Regions from separate parts of the Arabidopsis thaliana genome. Here region 1 is linked to region 2. Evidence: chromatin contacts called from public targeted proximity ligation data. All regions are on one chromosome and are shown on one strand. The core of a region is the stretch at or near the end of the contact, and the rest is flanking DNA. Distances in the headings are between cores, read along the strand shown. Region 1 holds the start of AT4G03010 (RNI-like superfamily protein). Region 2 holds the start of AT4G02920.

What was found.
Region 1: a contact with region 2 is called in a targeted proximity ligation map of shoot, with 10 read pairs. A contact is called at or near these places in 5 of 26 Hi-C or Micro-C datasets (leaf, root, rosette leaf and 1 more) and 1 of 2 datasets of targeted methods (shoot).

The regions. Positions count from the first base shown.
Region 1 is chr4:1,326,911-1,331,879 of TAIR10.1, reverse strand. It overlaps AT4G03010 (RNI-like superfamily protein), which reads right to left and starts at 2,332. Exons shown (of 1, transcript NM_116535.2): 1 at 493-2,332. The coding sequence starts at 1,928. The coding sequence ends at 741. AT4G03000 (RING/U-box superfamily protein) reads right to left here. Exons shown (of 3, transcript NM_116534.5): 3 at 4,360-4,969. The coding sequence ends at 4,532. AT4G03020 (transducin family protein / WD-40 repeat family protein) reads left to right here. Exons shown (of 10, transcript NM_116536.5): 10 at 1-481. The coding sequence ends at 176.
Region 2 is chr4:1,290,666-1,295,587 of TAIR10.1, reverse strand. AT4G02920 reads right to left here and starts at 3,105. Exons shown (of 5, transcript NM_116526.4): 1 at 2,683-3,105; 2 at 2,190-2,358; 3 at 1,671-2,091; 4 at 1,522-1,587; 5 at 325-1,428. The coding sequence starts at 2,772. The coding sequence ends at 918. AT4G02930 (GTP binding Elongation factor Tu family protein) reads left to right here. Exons shown (of 12, transcript NM_116527.4): 12 at 1-213.

The DNA of each region.
Region 1 (4,969 bases), core at 1,083-3,582, 37 kb before region 2:
TGGCAGTGCTAAAGCACCATAGCTCACCTGTAAGAGACTGTAATTGGCACCCATATTACCCAACGCTTATAAGCTCTTCGTGGGACGGAGATCTTGTGAAGTGGGAATTTCCGGGGAGCGGTGAGGCGCCGATTATGAGTAAGAAGAGGGTTCGAAGGAGACATTTCTACTACTGATGCGTCTCTCTACACATACATATGGTCTCTATAAGTTATATATGTAAAATGTAGAGAAGAAGATGATGATGAATAATACAACACAAGTGAGAATCATCAAATAAGGCTTAAGTTATAGAAAAAAAAAAAAAAAAGAGAGGCTATGGTGTGTGTCTGTGTGGAAAGTGTCTTGTTGTTGTGATAAAACCATTTTTAAAAGGTTATATATATTCCAATGGTATGCGATGTAGTAGTAACATATAAACTTTTGTCATGGTTTGGTTTCAGACATTACTTTATAGAGTGAAAATGTATTGTATGTTTTTATTCATGTTCTCTTTTGATTTAGGAAATTTATGAAATGACACTTTTATTCAGCATTACCATCAAATGAAATCTAACAAAAAGTAATACCATTCATAACATTTTATTCGAAGCATATGTATAATGTGATGCAATTAAAGTTGACATACATCATCATTATCATTTTACCAATTCACGAAGTCACCAACGAATAAACAAATCGTTTTTGTTATCTACCGGAGAAAGACACGAAAAATCAAACAACTTCTTGAAATTACGTCTTTACCCTCGCCACTCGCTGCACTGCGTTGTGGGTCTAGTTTTCTGCAAACCGGCTTTAACCGGACACGGCGTCTGTACCGGTAGCACCATACAGTTGTATTGCAGACACAGCGAGCTGCTCACCGGAATATCTGCCGCCGGGCTAATTTGTATTCCCGTCAAGAAGTTGTGTTGGAGGTACAGTGTTTGAATATTCGATGCCAATAACCGATCCACGAAGCTAACCGGAACTTGACCGGTGAACCGGTTATTGTTCAAATATAGGTTCTGTACGTTGGAGAGAAGCGGAGAAAGCTCGCCGGAGAATCTGTTGTAGCTTAAATCGACGGTTGGTATTGTTACCTGATTCGGCGGTTGGATCACGCCGTAGAAGAAATTGCGTTGTAATTGAAGATTGGTGATCGGGAAGGTGAAGATCTGACCGGGGATTGCACCGGTGAACCGGTTTAAGCTGAGATCAAGGTAATTGAGCTGGTTTAATCTGAGTAAAACCCGGTATACTGGACCGGTTAGCTGGTTCCAAGCGAGCGAGAGATATTGTAACGACGGCGGAAGAGACGTCAGAGAAATTATACCGGTGAGATTGTTGCGCTTGAGATCGATTCGGGTTAAGGATTGTGAGAGGAATTGAGGAATTGATCCGTTCAAGTGATTGTGACATAGAATCAGATTGGATAGCTCCGGTAAGGATCCGATTGACGGAGGGATCGACCCGGTTAGCTGATTATAGCTCAAATCAAGCGTTTTGAGTCCCCGAAGCTCGCTTAGACTCGCTGGAATCTCACCGGAGATGAAATTCCGACTGATTGCGAGAAATCGAAGATTCTTTGACTGTGAGATTGTATGCGGTAACGAACCCATGATCCGACCCGGGACGATAGAGAGCTCCGTTAAAGCAGAGAGTTTTCCAATAGCCGGGTCAATCCGACCAGATAAACCGGGTGAACCGGCTCTTGGATCACCGAGGTTAAGCGCGGTTACTTTATCATCGTCACAGTAAACTCCTGCGAAGTTACAAGGATCAGAGGTGAAATCCCATGAATCGAAGAAATTGGAACCTGGCAAATCATCGAGTGATTTACGAATCGCTTGCAGAGCCAAGAAATCAACTGGGACGATGATCGATTCCACGATTAAACCGAATCGAAGAAGAAGCAGCAAAACCGAAAACAGAGTAGCAAATCTCATTGTAGCCGTTACAGCTTTAAAAACAGAGACTTTATAAAAAAAAACACAAAACAGAGACAAGCTTTATAGTTGAGAAATGGGTCAGAAAGAGAAAGTAAGGGTTCTTGTGGGAGTTTTAATGGCGGATTTTGATACTAGTGACGTCAAATGACTAAAAAGGGAGGGAAAATGGAAGATAGATAAAATGGTTTCTTCAAAGAGAAGTGTGACTGTGTGAGAGAGACAAAAAGGGTAATCAAAATGGCTTAAGAAGGAAGCGAAATCAAGAGCTGAATACACTTTCTTCGTCTTCCTCTTGCTTTTGTTGTGCTTTTAGTTTCTGAGATTTTCTTAGGGTGGCTTTGTGAAGAAAAGGAGTCATAAATGCTAGTAGTGAGAAGTGGGTTTTAGTTTTTACATTTGTGATTCGTTTGTGTCAGTGAAAAATAAAAACAAATGTAATTTTATGTCGGGAATATGCAACAGGGAAAACGGCTGTCCGAGCCTTAGGTTCGGAGTAACAGGTCAGCAGCTTCGAGAGAAAGGAGAGCCTAGGGTGGTTGTTGACTCGTGGTGGTGGGGTCGTGACTCACGTGACATGTGTGTACTTTGGGCTTTATGTCTGTTGACACGTCAGCTAACTGTTTTTTTTTAACGCAAGTTTAATTACTTAACCCTAATAACAAAAATCTTAGGTTTAGGATGTGCGTATAATGACTGATGATCGATAATATTCTTCATAGCAGAGTTTGTGTTTTTGGTATACACAAAATTTTGGTCTGAATGTGTTTTCTTCTTAGGCTAAACTTAAAATTCGTATATCAATATAGTTGTTTTTAATTTAATATCATATGTTATTGCATCGGATTAGAGTATAAGTGGATCTCTAGTTTTGTAAGGAAGCCAAGAGAGAACATTCCAAGTGATCATAGCCAAAGAAGATCTAAAATTATGGTCCCATCGATAGAGAGAATTTGCACACCTGTTGGAATGTGTGTTTGTATCTTCTCAGTCGTCATGATCACATTGCACCGATGTTCTCACCAAATTTTATCAAAAAAACAAAAAACAAAAAACTACTATGAGATCTTTGATGATGATGATCATGGTGATGTCGGTGATGATGGTGGTGATAGAGAGCTAATGAGATGAATATTAGTGATGCTATATGACTAGTCATTTTCACTACATCTGCTGTTTTTTCTTTATGCTCCACACTTGCTACACATTACGAAAAACTTACGGCTTCTAATAATTACCTTTACAATGATTACAAATTCGACATATACAATTATATGACATATAGCAGTTAAGTAATATGATCTCAAAGATACACGGTATACTTCTTGGATTGGAGTAGTCTAATAACAAATTTTCAACTTAGAACAATATATTAAGTTGTGTGTATCTATATTAGGACGCATCAAACCCTATATTTCATCATGGTTGGACCGTTTTATTCAATGGCCACACACAAAGACGAGCTGATATCTATTTTCAACAATCATTTCCTATATATAAACTAAGATACATGTTAATCATATCCCTAGGAGACTAATGAACTATATATACATTATAATTCAACCATTTGTGTATTTTGATAAAGGAAGATTATTAATTAAAAGGGTTGATTCATCCACACGCAGTGATGATAAAAAGCGGCACATATGGTTGTGTATTCATAATCTCTTCATGAAAAAGGCGTTTTTCTTTTCGGCCAAACTCACGAGAGTACAATCAAACTCTAAAATGGTGTATACAAGTCTTTGCCTCGTTGATCATTAACCAAAAATTCATATCTTAAAACATCAATGGATAAATGGTCATATACAAATGTATATATTAATGGCCAAGAGTCAAGATAGTGCACCTACTACAATGTAAGTTTAATGGTATAAACAAAAGATGAGTTAACCGATGTGAAACAAACAATATTATAATCATTAGCACCCTTGAATTGATAGAATTCAGTGCATATCGAGCGGTAAACTCAAAATATTGAAAGATAGTTAATCTTGGAAACAAATTTAGTTCATTCTTTTTTGCGGCGATTTTTTTATTATAAAAAAAAGTCTGGATTGATGTTTGTAATCAAGTAACTTATATAAGTTTTGCGACCATGTTATTATCCAAAATACGTATGTGGGTTGTTAATCGAAAAAAATGGATGAAGATAAATGAATTATACGATTAATTAATGGATAATTTCTATTGTCCTGTTTTGACCAACTTTGAGTTAGACTTCTAAGACCAATTCTAATGTTAAAAGTCAAACTCTACTGCACAACGAGCACAGTAGAGTTTTAAAGGAACTCTCATAGAATAAAGCATAGAATAGTATGAATAAAGGTTTTTCTTTTGTTTTAGATGTAGATCAAAGGCCACATCTAATGTTAAAAGTCAAGTCCTACAGAATTATAATCATGCAAGTTCAACGAACATGTATTGAGTAGGTTGTTTAGGAAAGTCTTCTTCCATTTATTATTGAGGGATATATAGAAATGAGCAAATTGTGAAGTCACTCTTTACAAGCTGTGTATAATTTAGATGTAAATAGAGCAGTCCAAAGAGATAAAACCAAAGCAAAACCTTCATTGCCATATTGATTCAAAACCCAAGCGCTTTTACCCGCGAGCAAAACGAGCCTGAATCCTCCTCTGGATTTTGGCTCGACAAGACGGGCAATCTTCCATGGCTTCCTTCTCATGAAGCTGGTTACATTTAGAGCAAAGAACCTGATGGGCACAAGGCAAGAATATCACACTCATCTCTTCAGACAAACACATCACACATTCCCTCTCTCTTTTGATTTTCGACTCTGCCCCCTGATTATTCTCCCATACTTTTGCTGATGCCATCGAGTTTGCCTTTGTGTTGGTGGTATGATTCATTCCACTCTTGTTACCGTCATTGTTTCCGTCTATGCCTTTTTTCAAAGCAGCTATCTTCAAGCTGTCTGACTTGAGTTTCAGCTTTGAGATCTCAGTGTCAAGTCTTTTGATGTTCTCAATGTAGTATTTCACATCGTTCTCTGCTTTTGTTTTGATCCGCTCTTCTTCTGC
Region 2 (4,922 bases), core at 1,856-4,355:
GAAACGTCTATTTCTTTTTGATGCTTCCTACTTTGTGAAACTTTCAAAAAGCCACTTCCAATTCTTTCTCACCTTCGTGGTTTGTCAAGTATTTGTTTTTATTTCTTTAAACCAAAATCATGAATTTTCGATTATTAAATTAAGTTGACCAGAAATGAAATATTTATTTCATGTTTAGCAAATCTTTTGCTCAAGTATGCTTCCTCTTATGATGCTATGCTAGATTGTAGTGCTCACTCTTGTGGTGAGAGACAAGCTTGTATGTAACATTAGATTTTGTACTGATACTACTTTTTTAGGTTCCACACTCCCAATTTAGATTTAGGAACTAGTTATATTGTTGAAAAGAAAATAAATGTCGTCGTTCCCTCTAGTTATTATTTATGTTTGTGTTACAACTTCCATTACAAGAAGGGGTCAAACAACGCAAATAGGACGAGCATAGTAGACGAAATATGCAAACTACTGATTTACCAGTACAAGCAGGGTCGTCAACGCGAGGCTCTGATTTCATTCTCTTCACACAATTAAAGTTTCATGGCCCTTACTTTACCATATGTTCAAACCGAAGAACATCATTGTTGTGTGACTTGATCGAAAAGCTACTGAAGAAATTATGACTGTTTTTTTAGGTTGTAATTCGCCACAGGTTGGTATTCCATCACTTGTGTGCTTCTTGAACAAAATTGATATGGTGGAGGATGAAGAAATGTTGGAGCTTGTAGTGATGGAACAAACGCATTCTTGCAAAACATTTATTCTCTTCAAAATTCTTCACCTCTTAATCTTAGGTTCTACCACATAATATCATCTTTCACATTTACAGCTACTAAACAAGTTTTAGTCATTTACAAACGACCTTTTAGAAGCTTTCCATGGAGTAGTAAATCAAGATTTTTACCTCTCACCCCGATTTTTCAACATGCAAACCTAAGCGCAAACACCGCGATTACCGTTGCAGCTCTGTAGTAAACCTCCTTCATACTTCTCTCCACACTGTTTATGATTTCGTCATCTTTCAAACTTGAACATGGCTTGTTCGCTTTCCTATTGACATGAACAATCACCTCCCTGAGTCTATTCACAGCCCATGACAGTATTACCAAACTCAAACCAAGCCCAGTGTCGAAGAACTTATTTGCGCAAAAGGGTACACGCCTTGAAGCAAGGCTACATACGACAGAAAAGAGCACAGCGATTCCAGTTCCAGCAGCAGTGATAGAGAACTGAGTCAGAAGCTCTGAGAGCTCTCCACATGATTTCTGTAAAGAGAGTACTGTTGTGTGTTTGTGTCGATGATCATTGCCTATCATTAAAGAGAGAAGGCTCTCGTAAGCGTGGAGATGATTTCTTTTGTATAGGTCCCTCTCTTTAGCTTTTCGCTTCGTGTTGTGTTTCCTTGGTGACTTGAGCCTGCTTTTCTCAGGACTTGTTCGAATGAAAAAAAGAATACGAATATGAGAACACTAACAACACAAAAGTAAGTAGTTATAGAAGCAAGTAGCGATGAGATTATATTACCTCTTCAAAGGTGCTAGCACTGTAACTGCTTTCAGCTTAGCCGGTGTAAATACGTCACTTTCAAACCTGCTTAGAAAAACAGTGAAAGGTTTTAACACCGAGAAATCAACGCAACACAAGCGAGCATAAATCTGGGCGATGGATTTTACCTCTGAAAGTGTGGGATAAGCGGTGAGAGCTGTCTCCATTTTGTTGTTGAATTCCTTGACAAATTGAACTCGGAAGCAATAGAAAGTAGATCATTCAACTCAGGATTGCTACTTGAAGAGAACAGAACATGACCATTCGATCGCACAGAGAACTCTGGATTCTCCATCATATCCCTAACGAGATCCAAAACCGGTTTCCCTAATTCTTGATTCAAGTAAAGAACAGAGGAAGTATCATACGGTCGTAGCTGAGAACTGGATTTCATAGACTCAAACTCCATCAATTCATTTAACAGCGACATATCGAATCCTTTTTCCTTGAACTCCTCTGACTGAGACAGAAGAAACTCCATCACCTTTTCTTGTCTTGCAAACTTATCAGCGATTCCAAAGCTCAAAATCAGAGATTCTGGTGCCGTCTCTGTATCAACCATAAAGCAAGTTCATGTAAATTAACGAACTGATTGCAGAAAGGTTCATTATTAACTGATAAAACCAGAAGCAGTAATTGAGCCTTACCATGAACATCCATGAGCAGAGGTTTCATCATGGCTGAATCAATCTCCACGAATTGGCTAAATGAAGAAACCGGTTTCCATGGTTCCAAGAGTTCTGTATTCAGATTGAAGGAGCTTGCAGGTATGATCTCTTGTCTTGCTCCGGGATTCACCAGATGAGACCGGCTATTCTGCTGATTCATTCATTGACAATAACAGAATCAAAACAAGAGCCATCAAATCCAACAAAACGCAGACGCAAAAAACGCAAATCAAAGATGCTAACTTTACATGAACCTATATAAACTGAATCATTCAAATCATCAAATCCAACAAGATGTACACGAAAGACACCAACTTTACACGAACCCAGATAAACTGAAGCATTCAAGTCATGAAATTCAACCAGATGTAGACGAAAGACACCAATTTTACAGGAACCCAGATAACAGAAGCAACCAAATTATCAAAAATCCAATATGAAAATGAAATGATGACTCTGAAGAATTAGTTACCTTGATGATTTCGGTGTTGCAGAGGTCTTGAGGAAGACCAAGGCCAGGGATTGAATAACCATGAGAAGTCATGAAGCAAAGCTTGATCATTTTTTGGTTGTTGTAGCTGAAGAGAAAGAAACAAAGTTCAATCCTTTCGAAGAAAACTTGGTTCTTCTCTTCTCTTGTTCGTTAAAAATCCATGGGTAAAGAAGAAGAAGAAGAAGAAACAAAGCTTATCGCTAAGACTTCACCTACGCCGCAGAAATGAGATTTAAGAATCTTCTGGATTTTTGGCTGGGACCGAAGAAGAAGACAGTTTAATTCTTAAGATTTTTTTGAGGCTTAGAATTATTCAATTAACAAAACTAAACCCGACTCTATGTCGACCCAAAGGAACAAATAACAACTCTTTGACCCAACTAGTACACCTTAATAACAAACTTTGGCCAACATTGTTTGCAAAAAGAGACACTTCTTTCGATTTTCATTTGTTTTACGGTAATATACTTAGTAACACGAATTTGCCCCTCTCAATTTCATCCTTCTCTTTCGCTCCCTTTGGCATGCTTTCTCTCTCTCTCTTTTTCTTTTTCTTCTCCATTTTAGTTACTTAATATTAGATATTTCGTTTATTTTATATATAATTATTTACTTAAAAAAAACAACGGATAAATCTTAAAATATAAGAAAAATTAAATATTAATTTATTATATAAAAATAGATAAATTATATTATATTAAGTAACTCAAATAATAAGAGAGAAAAGTAGAAAAAATACAAACACACGTTCAAAATAAAAAGGAAACAAGTGATTTTTATAAAATAAATTTATTTCACCAACTAAAATTTATTTTTTTCGTTCATAACTTCACCGCTCATTTATTGTGTTGTTCATATAAAGAATTAATCACAGTTTGTGACAATTAAAGATAAGTGTGGGAGGTCCCTAATAACTGTGTGAAATGAAAAATACGAGACACCAATTATAAAAGAAGAAAAAGCACCACACTAATAATAAAAAGAAAATAGAGTGTCTTGAAGGTTGCTCTAGTCATGGTTCCCCATGCCATCTCACCTTATTTCTTCTTCTTTGAACATCTCCAACAATGGCCCTCATTTTAAAGGGGGCACACCCTCAAAATGAAGATTTGAGGGTCACTTACTCCAATGGTATACCCACAAATTTATTTTAATTTTTTGAAGTATTTACATTATAATCCTCAATTTTTAACAATAATCAGTTATAGTGATAAAACTTTCACAAATAAATATAACACATATATTATAGAAACAATTATGCCAAACAAGATTTAAAAAAAAAACTCCATATAATAATATAATATTATATATAAATTAAAAAAAAAACATAAAAAAAAACATAAAATGATTTATAAAATTACAAAATTACTCTATATAAATATTTCCAAAATGCTCCCATATATGATCACTCAATGCATTTCAAAGTGATAAATTAGTCTCTTTATTTTTTATCTGTAGATTATAAGATAAAAATTGTTGAAATCTTGTCTGTTCATTTAACCCCGTTTCAACTGTTGGCGGTGGCATCAATCTTGAATCTCTAATCAGTGCATTGATATCATGTTCATCCTCAATTATTATGTTATGCATTATAATGCAAGCTGTCATTATATCATGCAATACTTCTTTGTTCCAGTAACATGACGATCATGCTATGATAGCAAACTTCGATTGTAAGACTCCAAACGCACGTTCAACATCTTTTCGGCATGCTTCTTGTTATGAGATGTCTCTCTTGATTTTTTGAAAGAAAGTGCATCAACTAGAAGCAAGGATTATGAGATGGCTCAATTGCGTATGCAAAATCAAGCAAAAAAATTAGCTCTAAAAGAAATAGGGAAGGAAAATAAAATATTGCTAACACGTTTAAGCGATATTGATGATAGTAATACATGTGAATTTATACGATCTGAACAAGCAAGAATCATACAAAAAAGAAATCAAGAACAACAACAACCTCCGATTCCATCAAATGTTTATGGACAATATTTTGGTGATCTTGGAGGTTCAGGATCAAATTTACCTGAATATTAATATTGCATTACGAATTTAATTTTTTATTAGTTATGTTTTAATGTAATTTTTTCAAGTGTTAATTTATTTTGTGTGTTTATGTATTTATTTATCATTGTAATGTTAATTTTAATTTGTGTTGAAATGCTCAGTGTACTATTATTGTTGTATTTGTTTTTTATATTTAAATAATTTTCATTTATTTA